Regions from separate parts of the Hordeum vulgare genome. Here region 1 is linked to region 2. A link is a contact called in public Hi-C data. All regions are on one chromosome and are shown on one strand. The core of a region is the stretch at or near the end of the contact, and the rest is flanking DNA. Distances in the headings are between cores, read along the strand shown. Region 1 holds the start of LOC123449595. Region 2 has its middle 15 kb from the start of LOC123447094.

Region 1 (5,913 bases), core at 3,393-5,892, 33 kb before region 2:
GTTTGTGTATATAACACAAACGTTGATTTGAGTAAAGAAAAAATTAACTAAACAGTACCCGCCCTACCCTTTCTTTGCTATGGAGAGCATAAAAATATGATATAGCCATCTAAAAATGTTATTTTAAAACTTAAAAAATAATCCAGAAAAAGTTTAGATGTGTTCATAGGCACATGCAAATTTTTAGAGGAACACTTAAGCGTTTTGACCAATGCCAAAAGAATCGAACGCTAAATGCTTTCTTAGCAAAAAGGATTTAGATCTATTATAATGTTCACTGAAAATACAAAGCACCTTAAACATAACAGAAACTACATCCAGATTTTAAGACAACCAAACGACCACGACCATTGCCACAACAAACCACCGACATGCCAATGTCGCCGTTCCTTTACCGGCATGTCGCCGTTCCTTTACCGGAGCCGGCTTGATCATGTCAATAACAACCGAAAAGCCTTTATATGTGTGCCCCTAAGGACAAGTGTCCTTGAGCCATAGTCGTCATCGTCGAACCCTCGAATATATAAAAGCATCTAGCACCAAATCTTGTCACACAGTGAGAAATCATGACCTCACTGCCTAAACGAGACGCAGGGAATCTACACTGGGGCCTCGTCGACTATGTCCAGATGGACAAATTCAAAGAGGATGGGAGCATGAAATACAAACTTGAAGACAAACTCAAAGAGGATTGTAGCATGAAATACAAACTTGAAGACAAAGCGCAGTCATCCACCTCGAGCGTTGCACCTGCTAGGATTAAAAATCCTAACCTAAACTACCTCGAGCGTTGCACCTGCTAGGATTAAAAATCCTAACCTAAACTACTAACCGGAGCGGAATCTATTCGGCAGATCCATCCATCGTCCGTGGTTACGGGTAAAATTTACAAGCGGTTGAACCGCACCTCACAACGGACTGCCCTATAATAAGAAGTAATGTATAATGACTATTGCGAGGTCGCTTGGTGTTCATCTCGATTCATTTTATACGGAACACACAATGGATTGTCAACGTACAACTGATGTATAACAAGCATTGAAGCATAAGCATCAACCTCAGTTTTGAGTTTTGAGATGCAGCAAGTCCTTTCCCCCAATGATGAAGTAACACAAAAATAGATATCGTTGTGCATGTAAAAATATTATTGCGAGCTCTCACATGAAGAAATGCCCCCAAACTTTATATGCATCATTGCTTGCTTGCGCTAACGGGGCAGGTCGAACAGCTCAGGCAGATGCGCGTTTGTGAGCTTGGTCCTCTTAGTGATCTCTTTCTGCTTCTTCTTGGCCTTCGGCTTTGGTCGCTGGCCATGGATCTGTGCCGCTGCACGCCGCTTGGTCGTGTCGGTTGCTGGCTTGTGGCCGTTCTTCAGGAGCTCCTTCTCGATGTCAATCATGTCTCGTGGCAGCTCTATCTCCCGGTACAGCTGCTTCAAGTCGGCATCGAGCTTGATCTTCGATTTGGGATCATTTGGGTACACAATGTCTTCCTGGGAGTCCATGCTTGATAGCCACCAGACGTCACCTGAGGCTTTGAGAGCCTGTAAGCAGAAAAGAAATTTCAGCTGTATACATCAGATATCTGGGCTGAATTCCTAGTTCGCTTACACATTTGCAATAAAGAGCAAAAGCTACAAGTACACAAAGTAACACCAATAGTTAACACTGATCAGTAAGCGATCTGCCTAGTTCCAATATACTTGGAACTAGCTTGTCCTGTTTTGCTGTTCTATTTGTCTGCAGAAAAGAACCACCTCTAGGAACCAAGTAATTTCACTGATTCATTATGGCTGTGTTCCATCAGACACCAGGAAACACTGTTTCCAATCAAGCAAATTGCCGGTCATGGGACACATCAACTTCATATATACCTCACTGGTTCAGGCTAACCAAATATAAAAAAATGTGCTTAGTAAAAGGGCTGTGCTCTTGTGTACAGTGCATCAACTTCGATTATTTACTAGCAGTCAAGTAATCAACAGTTGAAATATTTCAAAAACCACTACAAGCGCACACAAAGGCAACAACTAACATTAAAATTTAACCTCCATAGAATGGAAGCTTAGATAACTGTACTTCTAAATATACATAAACAAAAGCAAGGCTCGCTAAAAGATCCCAACATTAAAATCTCGAACCTCTGTACATAAGACTACTTGGTTTCTGAACACAGATACAGTTATTTCCACCATCAAATTTGATACACAGCATGGAAAATAATGTAGCACCTACCAGATTTCTCAAAATCTTAAACCAATATGAATTTAGTCACCTGTAGATCATCCAATACAGTTGGATATGAATCCTTGACCTCCACAACAGGAAGACCCTCGGGAAATCTTCTGATCAAATGAAGCAATTGATCTTTCCCCTTCAAATCATGCTTGGACTGTATAATTTCAAATGCCAGGTCAATATGCAACCTAATATGAGATGAAAGACAGAAGTCTTCCGCGAAGGAAAAAACAGGTACTTCATATATCAATGTGTAATAAAATAATCCTCGATGCAATTACCTTGTAAGAGAAACGCTTCCCATCAAATTGTACTTTGGGATTGTTCGTCAGGCTATCAAAGACTGCCTTGTTACTATTAATCGCAACATATGTTGCTTCATTTATTTGCTCTGCTGTATAAGCAAGTCTTGTCTGCAGGTTCACAAGAAAAGAGGAGTATTATTTTACATGGAACACATTATAACATATATTTCAGGACAAAAACTGTAAGAGAACACTCTTTTTGTTACCGTACTACGAAGTCTGTCATTAATATAATAAGCTGAAAGAAACACGAATTAAACATGTGAAATAAGGTGCAGAACCATTTATTCAGGCTTGAATAAATATCTCTATTTTTGCGTTAGGACCACCGGTATCTGATAATTGAGAGTGCAATTATATACTATTTGTCACTAAAAGCAACAGTAATATTATATGACATCACTGCTCTGGTCATTTACTATTACCCAGAGAAAATTAGCACTGTGAAGTTTTCTCTAACCCAAAGACAACATAAGCAATAGCGGAACTTATCCAACAAATCACTTATTGTCCTATAAGGCTCAGTTAACAACTTGTTTTGCATGATAAATAATACTTGCAATTTTGCAAGGCCAAACAGAGAACAGAGAAACCTATCACTACGGGACAGAATAACTGAATATGAGGACCATCAAGTTGAGCTTTCCGCAAATTACCTTGTAAAGCAGTTCAATAACTAATTTGATCTGTGCTCCGACAGGAGACTTCCTCACTGAATTGATGTGTTGAAGCCTTTCTGTATCATTTGAGAATTTAATGGCCTGTATCTGTTTTGCTGGAGCTGACGGAGCATTTGCTGGTCTAGACCTTGGAGCATTGTGGGATTTTGTGGTTGAAGCTTGGGTTGCAGCAATGCTGGATAGAGTTGTCTGGCATCTCTCCTGCTGTTGTTTAAATTTGCTGAGGCGTTCATTAAGAGCCATCTGGACCAAAGATTGGCAATACTTGGTTAATGATATGGCACCCAACAACATACACAATTAGATGGAAAAGGAACCCAAGTATCTGTTTGATCTGAGCAAAACCAACATAACAAGAAATGCACAAATTAAACTTGCCACATTGGTTTCAACTTCAATATTTTTCTCATAAACAATGATCATAAAATTAGGAATAGTAAGTTTAAGGAGATCCTAACTACACAATACCCTGTCATTGCTACGTGTATGCACAATCAGGTAGATATAACAAAGCATATCATATGTTCCTTTTCTGCATCATTTTGCACTTCACTGTGTCCTTATGAATTGACATTAGCATTGCAACAAGCTTTCCTCTGCAACTCATGAGTTAAGCCTGTTGCTCTGTATTCTCCTTTGTTGATCCAGCTTAAGTGTTGAACCCTCTTAAAACTTGGATTTTGTTGCGTAATGGATTATTTTCTTGTCCGACTCTAGTGGGGAACGGTTTAAATCCCATGTCGCTGTGGTTGAGGTAGTGATACTAAAACAGAGGAATTATGTTCAGGTCACATGTGTTCTGGCGTGATGCACCCTCTATCTAACATATCTAAGTATTAGAGTTCTACTCAAGCAATCCACTAAGATCAGTCTCTGATGTTAGATTAAATGAGAATGCACATCATTCACCATATACTCAGCATCAAATTCTGCTGCGAAATATCCACAAAACACATAAGTGGTAGCTAATTACTGAATGGGTCCGTACAGCATCAACCCAAAACCAACATCACAATTCGGGGCATTTCGCCAAAAAAAAAAAACGCAGCTAAGAAAGGGGGGCGATCACTCGTTCCAATACGATTCGATCCCTATACGATCCTACTAAATCCCGTCCAAGATCCCCCGATCCCGATCGCGATTCAGCCTACGAGACCAAATCTCAACCCGGGGAAAGCAATCAAGTCGGGTCAAATCAAGCAACGGACAACTGATGGACGCGGGGAGGTCCGGAGAGTGGGGAGCCCGTACTGGATCCGCGGCGGCAGGGCCGATCCGGCGAGCTCGGCGCGCCCTTCGGCGATATGCCGGCGACGGAGCGGCGGAGGGGCCCGGCGGCGATGCGCTGGGGGGGCTAGGGTCGAGGGAGGGAGGGAGACGGACGCTGCTGCCTCGCCTAATTTCTCTCTTGTGCTAGCGCTGCGCCGCCTGGTACATCACCGCATATGAGGACGGGAAATGGTGGGAGTGGTGGGCTGACATGGGCCTGAATGGGCTAAAGTGGGGGATGTTTCTGGGGAGCCCGGCGGACTGGCTCCTTCTCGGTACCTCCATTATGTGAGCAAATCTTCTTTTTTTCTTGCATTTCAGCTGAGCAAAAGCGTGGTGGGTGAGAGATATGGCCGATGGCGACGGCGCACTGGCTCCTTCGCGATACCTCCTTTCGACAAAACGACGTATGTGCTCTTGAGTCTAATGTTTATTTTTCAGTGAGAAATCTTTTGTTTTTGATATAGCTCACCATGCACACGTCCAATGGTCATTTTTGGGTCATGAGCAGTAGCAGATCTAGCCCAATGGGTCAGGGTGGGCCAAGAGTAGAATTGTTCATTTAAATTATGTTTTCATAATATTTTGAATATTTTTTCCTATGATATAAAGCCACTGGAAAAATCCAAAAGTGGGTCGTGGCCCACCCTGTTCACCCTATACCTCCGCCACTGGTCATAAGGCATACCCAGGCGCCCCTGATTCAATGACAAAGCATGCCTAGCTAGATTATGAGACTTGTAAGTTAAACTTAATCACATGAAATAGGAGTACTCTTCCATGTTATAATTTTCTTAGCCACTCAACCGTGTCTAGGCCTAACCGTGTCAGCCCATTGAACCATAATCACACATCATGAAATACTATTAGCACACTGGTGGTACTCTATGATTCAACGACGATTCACGACCATAATCATATGAAATAGAGGTACTCTTCCATGTTATAATTTTCTTGGCCACTCAACCATATCAATTAACTGGAGATTCTTGGGAGGGTGATTTGCATATTAGATTTTGGACATGTTCTTTTTTGTTTGTGTGTGTGTGTGGGGGGGGGGGGGGGGGGGGGGTAAAGACAAGTTTTATTGATCGAAAATTACATAATGTGGGGTACATTTTGGTCATGGGTTGGTCAAACCGCACGTGACGTCCCTGTCCTGGGGTAAACAAAAACTTGACTAGACTATATTCTTCATAATTCACAACACAACCTTCAAAAGTAAAAGTACACTTAAAAGTAATTGAACGAGAGTTGATCTCACTAATAGTGGTGCCATAACATCCTTGGTTGCCCTTGGCGATGTCTCCCACCACTTGTTTTAGTATCAAAAGCAATGATGAATTGTTGTAGGTGAAGATCCTCTGCAACTGCTAACGCCTTCCGACAGGCGGTGGCCTCAACTTGCCACATCAAACAAGT
Region 2 (5,783 bases), core at 2,262-4,761:
CCCTCTCCTTCTCTCAACCCAAGCTATTTGTGATTTGAGCAAGTTTTGAGCATTCCCCGTGATCTTGTTACTCTTGGAGGTTGGAGACTCCTAGGCGGTAGGAGTTCTTCGGAGAGGAATCAATCCGTGTGATTTCCCCCGGAAAAGTTTGTGAGGGTTTGGAAGCCACCTCAAAGGCTTACCACTAGTGGTTGAGAAACGCCTTCGTGGAGTTATCTCAAAGGGAGAATAGGGTGAGCCTTCGTGGCGTTGGTGTGCCTTCGTGGTAACATCCACCACTCTAACGGTGACTAGCTTCCCTCCAAGGAAGTGAACATCGGGATACATCTTCGTCTCAGTGACCTTGGTTATCCTTAACCCTAACTCCTTACTTGTGGTTTACTTGTGTTATTTGAGCATACATACATTGCATATTGCTTGTGCTCATTATATTGTGTTGGCCATTTCTTGTACAAGATTAATCATTCAAGCATACCCTCTATATTCGGACGTACATACTTGCAGCCCTTGATATATCGTGTGATATAGTGTGATCTAGTATCTTGTGTTGTTCACCTACTTGTCGTGTGATATAGCTCAAGTAAGTTTGTGTAACTTACTTGTGCTTGTTAGTAACTGCATTGTGTCCATCTTAGTAGATCGTGTTGTTGATACACGTTGCAGTGCCTAGTGCATTTAGGATTTGTGCTTGACAAGTACCCTCTTAGTTTATTTCCGCATCAGGTTCAAGCCAAATCTGAAGAAGTTTTTAAATAGCCTATTCACCCCCCCCCCCTCTAGGCGTCATCGAGGTCTTTTCACCGGTGCACCTCCCCCTGCCCTATAAATAAAGGAGGGGTGGGGGGGCTGCCATGCACCTCTTCCCCACGCCTTGACAGTTACTCTCTCTCCCTCCCTTTTCTCCTTCCTCCTAGTTCTGCAGCGCTTGGCGAAGCCAACTGAAGTAGGTGCACCACCACCTTCGCCACGCCGCCATGCTGTCGGAGATCCCATCTACTACTTCGTCGTCGCTCGATGGATCAGGGAGGCGGAGACGTCATCGAGATGCACGTGTGCTGAACGCGGAGGTGTCATCCATTTGGCGCTAGATCGGCACGGACCGTGATTGGATCGTGAAGACGTACGACTACATCAACCACGTCTCTAACGCTTGTGCTTAATGGTCTACAAGGATATGCAAACACACTCTCCCTCTCGTAAACTAGATATCTTCATGGATAAATCTTGCGTATGCGTAGAATTTTTTATTTCCCATGCAACGTTTTCTAAAAGGTGAGACGCGTCTTGTAGCATAGCAGCCACCACCACCAAGGTAGCCAAATCAGGGAACATGGCAACCACATCCCCGCTCGGATCGAGCCCGCACCACGACTACCGCGCCCAGAGGACACCACCACCACATCAGGGCATGGGTGCCCAAATTCGTTCTGTCCACCACCGGCCCACTTCTGCCTCCACCAAACACACCGACCATCAAATATGGGGAATTTCCTATTTGACGCAGTTTGTGTTAAATAGTCGGGGCACCGCACATGCATCGACCCACACGGGCCGGGCCATTTAAAAGTAAGGCGTGCATTGTATAGATTCTTGTTTTGGGAACATTCTCGAAGGTCCACCTAGTTTTCCTAGTTTTGGGAACCTTATAAAAGTTTCCTGATCAGTTTATTTCTATTTCCGTTCCTTTTTCGTTTTTTTTCTTGATACTTTTTCCCTTTTCCCTTCATTTTTATTTTTATTTCCTTTTTTGTTAATGTTTTCTGTTTTACCTTTTCTCTTCTTTTCTTTCCTTTTTTATTTCTATTTTTTTAAAATACATTCTTATTTTTAAACATTTATAAATAAAAAAAGTTTTTTTTCAAAAATGTTCGTGTTTTTGCAATTTTGTTCAGATTTCAACAAATGTTCACGGTTACAAAATTTGTTGTTCTCTGTTTTTCACAATTTAAGCTTATTCTTATTTATTTTCCTACTTTAAGTTTATTTTCTTTATTTAAAGATATTTGTGTTTTTAAAAATGTTCAATTTTTTTATTATTTTTCTCACAATTTTTATATTTTATACACAAATGTTCTTGTTTTTGAATTTTGTACCCGAATTTCGATAATGTACGTGAATTTCAAATATTGTTTAGAATTTCAAAATAAGTACCTATTAAAAAAAATGTTGACAAATATACATGATTTTCAAAAATTGTTTGCCTAATTGAAAAAATCTTTGCCTTTTCCAACTTTTATTCAAGGTTTAAAAATTGTTCAGATGTTCAAAAAATGTTCATGAATTTTCAATTTTGTTCATAATTTTGTGAAATTTCATTGTTTCCATAAAACGTTCGCATGTTTGAAAAAATGTTTCTTTTGTGTAATTTTTGTTCTGGTTTTTAAAAAGGTTGAGAAGTTCAGAATTGTACCCCATATTTCAATTTTTGTTCACAAATTCAAAATATGTTCGAGATATTTTCAAAAATAAAATGCAAACTTGAAAGAACAAATGTTTGCTTTTTCCAAATTTTGTTAGGTGTTTCAAAAATTGTTCAGGCGTTCAATTTTTCCCCTAAATTTTCATTTTTTTCACAAATACAAAAAATGTTGTGATTTTAAAATTTCTTCTATTTCTAAAAATGTTCCAGTTTTTAATTACTTTTTCATAATGGCAGAAATTATTCGTCTGTAAAAAAAGTTCGGTAATTTCAAATAATGCTCCTGTTTTCAAAGTTTTCACAATTTCAGAAAAGTATCCAAGTTTCAAAATATGTTTAGGAATTTCAAAAATTGTTCTCGTTTTGAAAATTCATTGACCATTTCAGAAAAATGTTCGTGGTTTTAACTTTTTGTTTGCAATTTCAACAAATGTTCCTATATTTCAAAGTTTGTTTGCATTTCCAAAAATGTATAAAATAGAAAATTGTTGTATTAAAAATGTTCTGTTTGAACTTTTTTGTTTCTGAATTTCAAAAGTGTTTATATTTTCCATTTTTTCAAAACTTAAAATATTTTTATGATCTCAGAAAAAATTTGAAATTTCAAAATAAATTCACTATTTTTATAATTCGTTCTTTTTCTGAGAAATGTTAAATTTATATAAAAAAGTTGCGTTTTAGAAAATTGTTTGAGATTTGCAAGGTTGTTTGTGTTTTAATTAAGTGCGGGAATTTCAAGATAAGTTCATGATATCTGGAAATTTCAAAAATATATATTTATTGAAGGATATTTAGTTTTGATATTTGTACAGTTCTTCTAGTTTGGTGATGCATATCTGTCGCAAGAGCACTTCGATCGTGATGGTTTTCCTCGTGCGCACATCAGCGCGTTGTGGCAAGTTCGAATCCCAGTTTTCGGGGACCTATTTTATAATTTTTAACCCTTGTTCTCCTGCGCACTATAATGGGCCGGTCCAAGTAAACTGTCCTTGGGCGCTTTGCCGACTACTTGCCGCATATAGGGGGTCCCCAAATAAGGACCTGTCAATCCTCACATCCAGACCGGAATACCACAAACACATTCATCGTCGTCCGAGCACCACAACAGCGGCCATGGGCCCAGATCTGCCCATAGTTGCCGTCACGCACATGCTCGACCGCCTCGCAACAGATCGCCAGCACCACGCTTCCTTACACATCCACGATGCGCCTTCCGACACAGTCACCCCTGCTCCACCGCGCGCCCTCCAAATTGGCGCACTATATTAGCAACCTTCCAACATTATTTTTGGAAGGTTCTAAAAGAATTCTGCCAAATTTTCTTTCTCTTATTTTTATAATTCTATGTTTTAAGTATTTTTATTTTTTCAATTCATTTAACTTTTTTTCAATATTACTTAGAGTTCACAAATATTTTTAAATTTGTGAATATATCTTCTAAAATTTATGAATTTATACGTTTATGAACTCCTTAGAAAAATAATAACACTTTTTAATCCTTGAACACTATTTATTTCGCTAACTTTTCCCGAAATGGAAAAACCGGGTAGCAAAACTTTATCGTCTGAAACTTAAACAGGAGCACCAAGTACGTATTTCTTGATTCACAACGGTAGTGTGAAATACCAACCTTTTTTATTTCGGTGATCATAACCAGTGACCACCAGCGATGAGAATTTCACAACGACCTCCATTTCCCATTGTATTCCTTTGCATGAATACTGACACGGGATCCGTGGCACGTCGGTTCCCCAAACCTCTTCCTCGTAAGGATTCGTTCGATTAACATGTATTTAAAGGTCTTTTGGCAGGGATTGAGAGGGATTAGACCTCCTACAAGTCAAAATCCCCCTAAATCCCCTCCAATCCCCAAGGAAAGGGGTGTAACCAAATAAAGCCTAAGGAAATCGCTAGCGAAACATTTTTTCAAAGTACTAGAGCCAGCCAGTAGTGTGTTCAAAAATAAAAAAGAGCTAGCCGAGTAGTGTGTTCGAAAATAAAAAAGAGCCAGCCCGGTAGGTGTGACCGAACAAAATTTTGTTTGGGTCGCCTTGGTTCGAATCCTAGTCCCCACCTTTTTTTGACCAGATAACATTTTCTCTAGGGGAAAATCAACATGGCATTTTTTATAAACTTTGAAACTATGTCACATGGCATTTTATTATTATAAGAGATGACATTTTTATTTATTTAAGAAATGACATTTATTTTTATATTGAGAGATGACATTTTTTATTATCAAGAGATGACATTATTTACTTTTTATAGGGGATGCATTTTTTATGTTAAGAGATGATATTTTGATGTTAAAAGGTAGAATTTTTGTTTTATTAAGAGATGACATTTTATTACTATTTATAAGAGATGTCATTTTTATGTTAAGAGATTGCATTTTTATATTTAAAGATGTCATCTCCTATTTGAGAGATAAATTTTTTGATTATTAAGATATGACATTTTTATTAAGAGATGATATTTTTTGTTTATTGATAGATGGGATGGAATATTTTGTTTATTAAGAGATGACATTTTTGGATCATGGCATTTTCTATTTTTGGTCTATAGAAATTTTGTAATTTGCCCTGGAGGCCTGGTAGCCGAAGGGGAAGCTAAAGTGGCCGTTGGTTTGCTCGATCGCGAGCTGCCCACTGAACGAAAATGTTTGATAGTCGATCCACCATCCAGCGAATGAACCGGTCGCTCAAGTCTCCCTCCCTTGTGACCGATGTTTTTTTTTCATAGACCTTCAATTGGTAATATAACACTTTGCCATGATCCATTGAGCACTTTACGAATGGACTGGCCAAATATACGAATATCCATTTTTTCAAAGTACTACCTAAACAAAAAAAATTCAAAGTACTACCTAAACAAATTTTTTTCAAAGTACTACCTAAACATTTTTTTTTTCAAAGTACTACCTAAACAAAAAAAATTCAAAGTACTACCTAAACAAAAGAAAATTTGCGGAAACCTTCACTGAGCACTTCACGAATGGACTGGGCCAAATATACGCATTGTGTTACGAACCTGCCCACATTATTTTATTTAGGTTCTAATGATTCTGTCAGTTTTTCTTCCTCTTGTTATACTACTTTCTAAGTATTTTTATTTGTTTCGATGTCCTCTTTTTAAATTTTGTAAACGTTACTTAAAGGTCAAAAGTATTTTTGAAATTCGTGAATAGTTTTTGATATTTCATAAACATTTTGAAATCCTTAAACAATATTTATTTCACCAACTTTTCCAAAAACCGGAGGGAAAAAAACGCCAGTACCATAACAGAACCGAGCAGCCAGCGAGCAGACGACGGCCTGGAGCTGGAGTAGGCCCGAAACAATTCCTCAAAAAAAAAAAAGTAGTA

What was found. A called contact is a pair of places that touch in the nucleus more often than the background predicts.
Region 1: a Hi-C map of leaf shows a contact between it and region 2, with 2.8 times the contacts expected there. The contact joins the promoter of LOC123449595 here to the enhancer-like site in region 2. A contact is called at or near these places in 3 of 6 Hi-C or Micro-C datasets (leaf and seedling).

Annotation. Positions count from the first base shown.
Region 1 is chr4H:567,575,327-567,581,239 of MorexV3_pseudomolecules_assembly, reverse strand. It overlaps LOC123449595, which reads right to left and starts at 4,642. Exons shown (of 5, transcript XM_045126871.1): 1 at 4,474-4,642; 2 at 3,199-3,465; 3 at 2,519-2,650; 4 at 2,275-2,391; 5 at 965-1,543. The coding sequence starts at 3,465. The coding sequence ends at 1,208.
Region 2 is chr4H:567,540,974-567,546,756 of MorexV3_pseudomolecules_assembly, reverse strand. No RefSeq gene overlaps it. Among protein-coding and RNA genes, the nearest start is that of LOC123447094, 15 kb to the right of the region's middle. Within about 2 kb of position 3,511, at least 3 of the 3 cell types and tissues checked have open chromatin away from gene starts, as enhancers often do. A contact at or near this core is called in leaf and seedling, where this site is marked.